Linked DNA regions of Rattus norvegicus: region 2 is linked to region 1. The links are chromatin contacts, called in public Hi-C maps. All regions are on one chromosome and are shown on one strand. Each heading gives the region's core, a stretch centred on a gene start, on an enhancer-like site or on the middle of the called end of the contact. The rest is flanking DNA. Distances are from core to core; before and after follow the strand shown.

The links. Hi-C and Micro-C count contacts between places; a contact is called where the count stands out from the background.
Region 2: a Hi-C map of the A7r5 cell line shows a contact between it and region 1, with 6 times the contacts expected there. The contact joins the promoter of Zfp174 here to the promoter of Slx4 in region 1. A contact is called at or near these places in 9 of 12 Hi-C or Micro-C datasets (the A7r5 cell line, Schwann cells, frontal cortex and 4 more).

The regions. Positions count from the first base shown.
Region 1 is chr10:12,030,879-12,034,846 of GRCr8, reverse strand. Slx4 (SLX4 structure-specific endonuclease subunit) reads right to left here and starts at 1,851. Exons shown (of 15, transcript NM_001398651.1): 1 at 1,774-1,851; 2 at 1-48.
Region 2 is chr10:12,180,607-12,184,929 of GRCr8, reverse strand. It overlaps Zfp174 (zinc finger protein 174), which reads left to right and starts at 2,241. Exons shown (of 3, transcript NM_001421389.1): 1 at 2,241-3,308; 2 at 4,229-4,323. The coding sequence starts at 2,907.

The DNA.
Region 1 (3,968 bases), core at 602-3,101:
CCAAGGTCTCCACAGTGATAAAGGACATAGGTTCATCTAACTCTGTATCTGTGGAAAACCAAAAGCATCTAAGTGTAGTTAGACAGCTAATGCTATTTTATGTCATTCTTCCAGGATGTACAGAGGATGTCGTTATGGGGAGAGTCTCCAAATACAGCCTGGTTACAAGTATACTTGTTCCACAGTATATCCCAGTGCAGCACACATGACACGCAAGACATATCACACACCACACACGCATGCACACACACAACCTCCCTATATAACCCAATACATACACACACACACCTCCCTATATAACCCAATACATACATACATACACACACCTCCCTATATGACCCAATACATACATACATACACACACACCTCCCTATATAACCCAATACATACACACACACACCTCCCTATATGACCCAATACATACATACACACACCTCCCTATATAACCCAATACATACATACACACACCTCCCTATATAACCCAATACACACACACATACACACCTCCCTATATAACCTAATACATACATACATACATACACACACCTCCCTATATAACCCAATACGTATATACATATATACACACACACACCTCCCTATATAACCCAGTGGCAGAAATCTATCCATTACAAATATAGCAATACAATAATATTATAAAACTTTCCCCTACTACTTCACATGGGCTCTGTCCCCCTCCTCACTGTGTCGTCGCACATGGTTGTCACAGTGACATCTGCCACAGCTTGTAATCATTTGCAGTGTATAACACTTATTGAATGCTTATGTGTCCAGTGCTATGCTAATTGCTTTTCAAATCTTTAGCTCATTAATCCTTACGCAATCCTATACAATACAGTCTACTGTCACCTTTTCATCACAGTGAGGAATCAGTCACAAGCAGTGTAAAAGGAACCGTTCTGAAGTAGCAGGGTAAAGATTTTAGGCAATGTGGTTCCAGGGTATCAGATTCTATGTTTCTATTCACTGAATTATCTGTTAGTAAAGTTCAGCATATCAGTTAGCTATACATTTATTTACTTTGTATTTTCTTTGGGCTATCTGGTTTCCAACTTACAATAAATGCTAGGCTGTTGACTTCACGAACTGCAAAGTTTGATATAGTGGGAGGAGACTGAAGAGAAATAGTAGCAAGGAGAGGCCTGCAGTGAGAGAGAAGTCGGTTCAGTTCCCAAAGGCCGGGAACATCAGGCAAAAGCAACCTGAATTGTACGGTGCTAGATGTGTACATTTCTACGAGTCCCCACATCTCTCCTGACAATCCAGTCATAAGACTGTCCTCTCCGGTAGATGCTCCACCAATATCTGCTAAACGACATAACGGATTCCACCAGGCTTCCAGCTTCCAGAGAGTAGGGAACTCCTGCCTCCTCAGCGTCCTACTTGCCTACCAGCTCCTAGCAGGCGTCAAGGGAATGAATGGATTAAGGCGGGGTGAACCCTCCCGCTATCCTTACGGGTGCCCACGGAAGAGGACTGGGCCTGCCTGGGGAAATGTTCGACGGCCCTAAAGTCAGACAGAAGGTTCTGATCCCTGGGCTGTCCCTACCTCCCTCCGGGGAGGCGCTGCCCCTGTCTACCGAGCGCAGCTCCTGCCACCCCACCGCGGGCCGGTCAAGATCGAGGGACGTCCGGCAGAGGCTGACAGATAGACGCCTTCCGGCCTCGCAGGAGAGGGGACACCGCGGGAAGTGACAACCCCCACCACTATCACTACCACCGGGCCACTCTAGGCCTACGCCGAGCCCCTCCTACCTCCCGCTCTGCAGCCGCACCTTCTTAACGGAGAGCCGCGGGGCTGCGCTTGCGCCCTGAGGCCTGCGAGCGAAGAATGACGAGTGCGCAGGTGCAGGGTCTGCGCGTGCGCAAAACTATGTACGTGGTCCTAGCGTGGGAAGCGGGATGAGGGTCGCCTTCCGGTGTTCCACAGTGGCTAGGGCGTTTCCGGTCGGTGTGAGGCCGCACGAGCCAGGACTATAATCTGTACGCGGTGATAGCGCTCGCTGCATAAATTCTGTTAAGTGCAGAGGAAGCTTGGGATGAGGGTAGTGATGATCGCTTTTAAAGAAGTGCGGTAACGGGGAATGGCTCATCGGTTAAGAGCAGTGGCTGCTCGTCTGGAGGCCCTGAATTCAATTCCCAGTAACTACATGGTGGCTCACAGCCATCTCCAACTGTAGTCCCATAGGAATCTGATGCCCTCTTCTGGTTTGTACATGTATTTGCAGACATATGCATAAATAAATGGAAAAAAGAAAGTGGCATCCCCTAATGGGATGTGTATGTGTGGAAGAAACGCCAGATTCAGTGAGGACATTGTTCGATAATAGAATTGGGAACTGAGAGTTTGATCAGTCACTGAAAAAACACTGGGATCATTCGAAGGAGTAGACCTGGAGAGACGACCACACGTTTTGTATTCTTAAAGATATAAATTAAGGTAGTTTTGTTTGTTTGTTTGTTTGTGTTTGTTTGTTTGTTTGTTTTAAGCCAAGGATAAGATTTCTAGGGTGCGGCTGGTCCATGCTGAGGCATCCCTTCCCCTGAGCTACCAGACGTATGACGGATATCGTAATAGAGTTTATTTGGAGGCATAGAAAGGGGAATTGAGAAGGGAGTAGAGGCAGAGAAAGGGGGAGGGGAGAGGAAAGCCAGCCAGGAACACATGGAGAAAGAGGGGGAAGGAGGGGAAAGGGAATCAGGGAGAGAAGAGAGTTAAAGAAAGAGGGAAGGGGCAGAGAGAACGAGGGGGGTGGCAAACAATCCCTTTTATAACAAACCAATCCTACGTGGCTTTGCCAGGTAACTTCGGGGCAGAGCCTAGAAAGAAAGCCAACAATTGTGAAATCCTTTTAAAGTGTGTTTCAGTAGATCCTTATCCACAAGACTACCACTGTCATCGATATCAAATTCTAGATCATTTTATAGTTTCAAATAGAAACTGCTTGTTCTTGTTAACAGTCAGCTGTATTCCCCCCCCACCCCCACCCCCTAGCCCCTTGGGAATCCAAGTTTGTGTGTTTTGTGTATTTATATAAATAGGATCATAAAATATGTGGCCTCTTTTGTTTGTCCTGCATGAGTGAATATTTCACTTGTTTTTGTGGCTGAGTAACTTGTCGTAGCATATTCTACACGTGTGAGGAATGTATCTGCTCTGGGGTGACAGGGATGAAGGTTCCTTGCAATCAGAACTCTAGTGTCCAAAAGGCCTTCTGGCAGATGTATTAGGAATGAAAGGAGCTGCTGTGGAGAAAGCACTTACATCAGAACATCCTTTTTCAGATATAAGGGAAGTAGATCTGGTAAGTAAAACATTTTAAAAGGCAGGGTAAAAAGTGTAAGGATGAGGAAAAGAGGGAAGAAAGGAAAGATCTGCTGTTCGTGTTCTCGAGCCCCAAGAGACCAACCAGGAGTCGAATCTGATGTACTCACATGAGGGTTTGTTTTTTTTAAGATTTATTTATTATATATAAGTAAATTGTGACTGTCTTCAGACACACCAGAAGAGGGCATCTGACCTCATTACAGATGGTTGTGAGCCCCCATGTGGTTGCTGGGATTTGAACTCAGGACCTCTGGAAGAGCAGTCAGTGCTCTTAACCACTGAGCCATCTCTCCAGCTCCAAGGGTTTTTATTTTAAACTCTAATTTGGCCCTACTCACTTCCCACTGTGCTGCTGATGCAGCGGGTCAGAGATTTGGTGGAGAAGCCCTAAACCTTTGTTGTGCCAGGAAACATTTGTGAACCTCAAATGACCACCAGGGAGCTAATTCCGATGCAATTGCATTAGCATCTCTTTATTCAAGCTCAAGTTTGGGCACAGCAGGAAGGTGGAGCCCTGAGCCTAATTTTAGGCAAGCATTTATAGAGGCAAGAAGGGGTACCTAGCCTGGGCCACACCTGATTGGGAGGCCATTATGGCCTGTGACATAGTTGGCTGGTACTG
Region 2 (4,323 bases), core at 992-3,491, 150 kb before region 1:
TAGCTGTCTTTAGACACCAGAGGAGGGCCTCACATCTCATTACAGATGGTTGTGAGCCACCATGTGGTTGCTGAGAATTGAACTCAGGACCTCAGGAAGAACAGTTAGTGCTCTTAACTGCTGAGCCATCTCTCCAGCCCTAGCCCTTTGATTCTTAAGAGATAGCAAGCACATTTTTTTTTCTTAACAGTGCAAGAGAATTCAGAGATCTGTCTGCCTTTGTTAAGCACAAACAATAAACTTGGGACAGGTAGCCATGTCATTATGTCCCCACCGGGGCCATGCTGGGCTCCACAGTTTGTTACATGCTTTTAAAACTCTTGTTTTTCTCAAGACAGAGTCTTATGTGGCCTGGCTGTTCTAGGACTCACTCCGTACACCAGGCTGGCCTTGAACTCGCAGAGATCAGCCTGCCTCTGCCTCCTGAGTGCTGGGATTGAAGACATGCATCACTATACCCGGCTGCTTTTTAAAGATTTGTTTATTACTTTAAATTATGTGTAGGTATGCGTGCCTATGTGTGGGTATGTACATGTGAGGTAGCAGTGGAGGCCAGAGGTGATGGATCCCCTGGATTTGGAGTTATACATGATTGTGAGCTGCCTGACCAGTGCTGGGAATACAACTCAAGTCCTCTAGAAGAGCAAGCACCTGCCTCCAGGCACCTTAGTTTGCTTGCTTGGTTTTTCCACCTTGTTATTTTGAGGCAGAGCCTCTCATTGGCCTAGAAATTAGTACCTAGGCTAGGGTAAGTGGAATTCCAATGGTCCACCTGCCCTCCCTCCACCTCCCCCCCAGCATCAGGATTACAAGAGCTCATCACCACATCCAGATTTTTCACATGGGTCCTCCTGCTTGTGTGGCAAGCACTATATCAACCGAGCTGTCTCTCAGCCTCAAGAAAAAAAATAATTAAGAGTTTTCTAGAGCATGCTTGCACGTGTCTATCATCCAGTACTGGGGAAGCAGAGATGGAAGGATTATACACTGGGCCACATTGTGAGAAGTCTCAAAACCACAAAAAGATTGTATATAAAAAGTAAAAATAAAAAGGTGGCTCTCGGGGGTTGGGGATTTAGCTCAGTGGTAGAGCGCTTGCCTAGCGAGCGCAAGGCCCTGGGTTCGGTCCCCAGCTCCGAAAAAAAAAAAAAGAAAAGAAAAGAAAAGAAAAGAAAAGAAAAGAAATAAAAAGGTGGCTCACTGTATAGAGCACTAGCTGCTCTCCTAGAGGATCGGGGTTTGATTCCCAGCACCCGCATGACAGACAGCTCACAACTCTCCGGTTTCAGGGGATTCCAACATTCTCTTCTGGCTTTCATGGGCACCAGGCATGCATGTGGTTCATATACATACATACATACATACATACATACATACATACATACATACATACAGGCAAGACACCATACACCTAAAAATAAATTTAAAATAAAAGAGAACTGTGGAAGAAAGGCAAAAGCCATAGAGAAATGGTTTTTGGAAATGCTAAGCCGTTAGTATGTGAGGAGAGGGTCTAAAGTCTCCAAGCATAGGAAGACGTGTGGAAAAGTTAAGGTCGATCTTCAGTAATACAAGTTGTAGTTGCTTTACCCTTTCTCTCATATCCCGTAACTCGCAAAACTCAAGAAAGTCTAATAGATGCTCTCCTGGTTTAAAGCCTCCCACATTATGTTCCATTCATCACTGAATTACTGCTTCATTGATTGTGAAGACAGGGATTGCCCTTGCACATCGTAGATGGTACCAGGTTGACAGCCCTTGTGGTGGGCAGACTACTTTTCCCCCCTACTTATTAGCATTCGTTGAGTCATTTGAGAGGTTTAGACCATACAGAGCAGGAAAAACCCTAGAGGTGAGATCAGAGAAAAGTTTCAGCGGGTTCATCCAACACCTGGGTACCACACAAGTACCACACAGACTGAGAGGGAGGGTCTCCTAGCCAATGTGATACCTGACCTGAAGAGCCCTCCATACGGAGGACTCGCTCGAGCCCCGCACTTCCTGCTCTCCCAAATTTCCTCAACCAACAGAGCGATTGCCAACTATCTAGGAATTAGGCAGCACTTTGCGCACGCTCCTGGACTAGCCACTGGACTACCACTCCCAGGAGGCACTGCGACTGATTGATAGGTCAAACGGCTAATAAACGATTATCGATGTCCCGGAGACCCAATCCTGTAGAGGAGAGGCGGGCCTTCTCGTGGGTAGCTCTTGGAGCCAGTGGGCGTCTCCGCGGCCGGGCTCCGGCCCCGCCCCTAGACTGTGCTCTAGGTTCCCGGTGTCCAGTCTCTGGAAAGGTGGGTCACCTGCAGGCTGGCGCTGGCTTCTAAGCTGCCTCAGAACTTGGCGTCGCAGGTGGCTACTGGAGCTGACACCCAACACTGCGGTGGACCTGCGTGTCCCCTTGCTGCAGCCTCGCCAGGCCGAGCTGGCTGGGCCGCCGCGGAACCGCATTCCCTACCCCTAACCACGTTGTGGCCGCGCTGTGGCCTTGGCTCTGCTTCGCTCTGAGGTACTGGATCAGGTCGGTGTCTGCCAGATGCGGGAGAGTTGGTGCGAGCTACCCGCAAGATATCTTAAACTTTCCCTGGGGATTCCTCTACCAGCCTGTTAGATCGTGTTGTGAATTTCGCCAGATACCAAAATAAAATACTCCTTCCAGTGCCCTTCTGGGACGTTATGACTTTTCTCCTTAAAAACTGACGAAAAGACCAGGAACTATCTTGTCTTCAGAGTCTGGGATAAAGACTAGCAGATGATAAAAGTATGTCTTTGTGGCCCTTCCCTAACACTTCCAAGGAGCTTCATTCCTAACATTTTTCTAGCCATCAGATTTCTCCAGAGCAATGACCCAGAAGACGTAATCAGTTCGTGATTAGAGTGACATTGTTCCCAGAGCCCCCAAGATGGCAGCTAAAATGGAAATAACTTTGAGTAACCCCACTGAGGATTCTGACAAGCAAGAGAGACACATAATAATGAAGCTGGAAGAAAAACGCACCCCCACTCAGCGAAAAGCCAGTCCTGATCCGGAGCTTTCTCGACAGAGCTTCAGACACTTTTGTTATCAAGAAGTGTCTGGGCCCCAGGAAGCGCTCTCCTGCCTTCGACAGCTCTGCAGACAGTGGCTGCGGCCTGAACTACACACTAAAGAGCAGATTTTGGAGCTCTTGGTGATGGAGCAGTTTCTGGTCATCCTACCTCCAGAGATCCAGGCACAGGTCTGGCATCGATATCCAAAGAGCAGCAGGGAGATTGTGACCCTGGTGGAAGATTTGCACACAGCGTCTAAAAAACCAAAGCAGTGGGTAAGGAGTCCTTTCTCTGCGGGTTTTAGGTAATGTCTTTGTTGTCTCACAATCCCTAGTTAGTTAGAGATTCCAGAGGACTGGATGGCTTCAAAAGTTCTTCCAGCCTGGAGGAACTTCCCTTATCCCGACCCACAAAGTCGTAACAGAGTTTCAGAAAACCGGAGCCCCTGGCACTCAGTGATGAAACAGAGGAGTAAGCTATTCCTTCATAGACCCCGGGACCGTAGCTTTAAGGAATCTCTCCTGTCAGATCTTCCCTGGCCCACATCTTGAAGCTTTGCTACAATCAGAATTCTTAGCCCACAGGTCTAGCCTGTTCCCTAAGAAACTAATTTTGGTGAAGCTCTGTGGACTGTGTTCCAGTGAAGTGCCTACCCTATTGCTTTTGAATGGGGAAGTCTCAGCTCAGTTCTCTGGTGTTACCGTCTGGCCCCACCCCCTCCCCCAAGTGAAACCCCAGCTGGAGCCACTGAGGGAAAGCAAGTGGGGCAGCCTTGTTAAAGCTGAGTATCCTGGCCCCCTCTGACAGAAAAACCAAGTAGGAATGGTTTTCAGTGGCCCCTTCCATACTGGTTCTGTTCCCACAGGGCCTATTTCTAGCAGAAGTAGAGAGGGGTGGGAGATCCAGGGAGCATTGTTCATGAGTCTGGTATTTTTGCCGGCCCTCTTTTGATGATCTTGGCCCAAGCTGTGGGCACCCACCTGGGGAGTGTGCTGGGCTGACTGTGAGGCAGCCTCATTGTTTTTGCTCTGCATGCTCTTCCCTTCACCTGCTTTTGGGGGTCTCTACGGAATTTGGACTTTAGGTCATTACCAGGTCTTCCCAGGGTAAAGAGGTCTGTCGTTCTGTAGCAGTGGGTGGCATGTTGCTCCCAGTCCATCAAGGAATGGAGAATTAATGGATAGCCCTTTCCTAGGTGACCGTTTGTATGCAAGGGCAGAAGGTGCTCCTGGAGAAAACAGGAGCTCAGCTTATAGAACAAGAACTTCGAGACTTTCAACCCCAGACTCC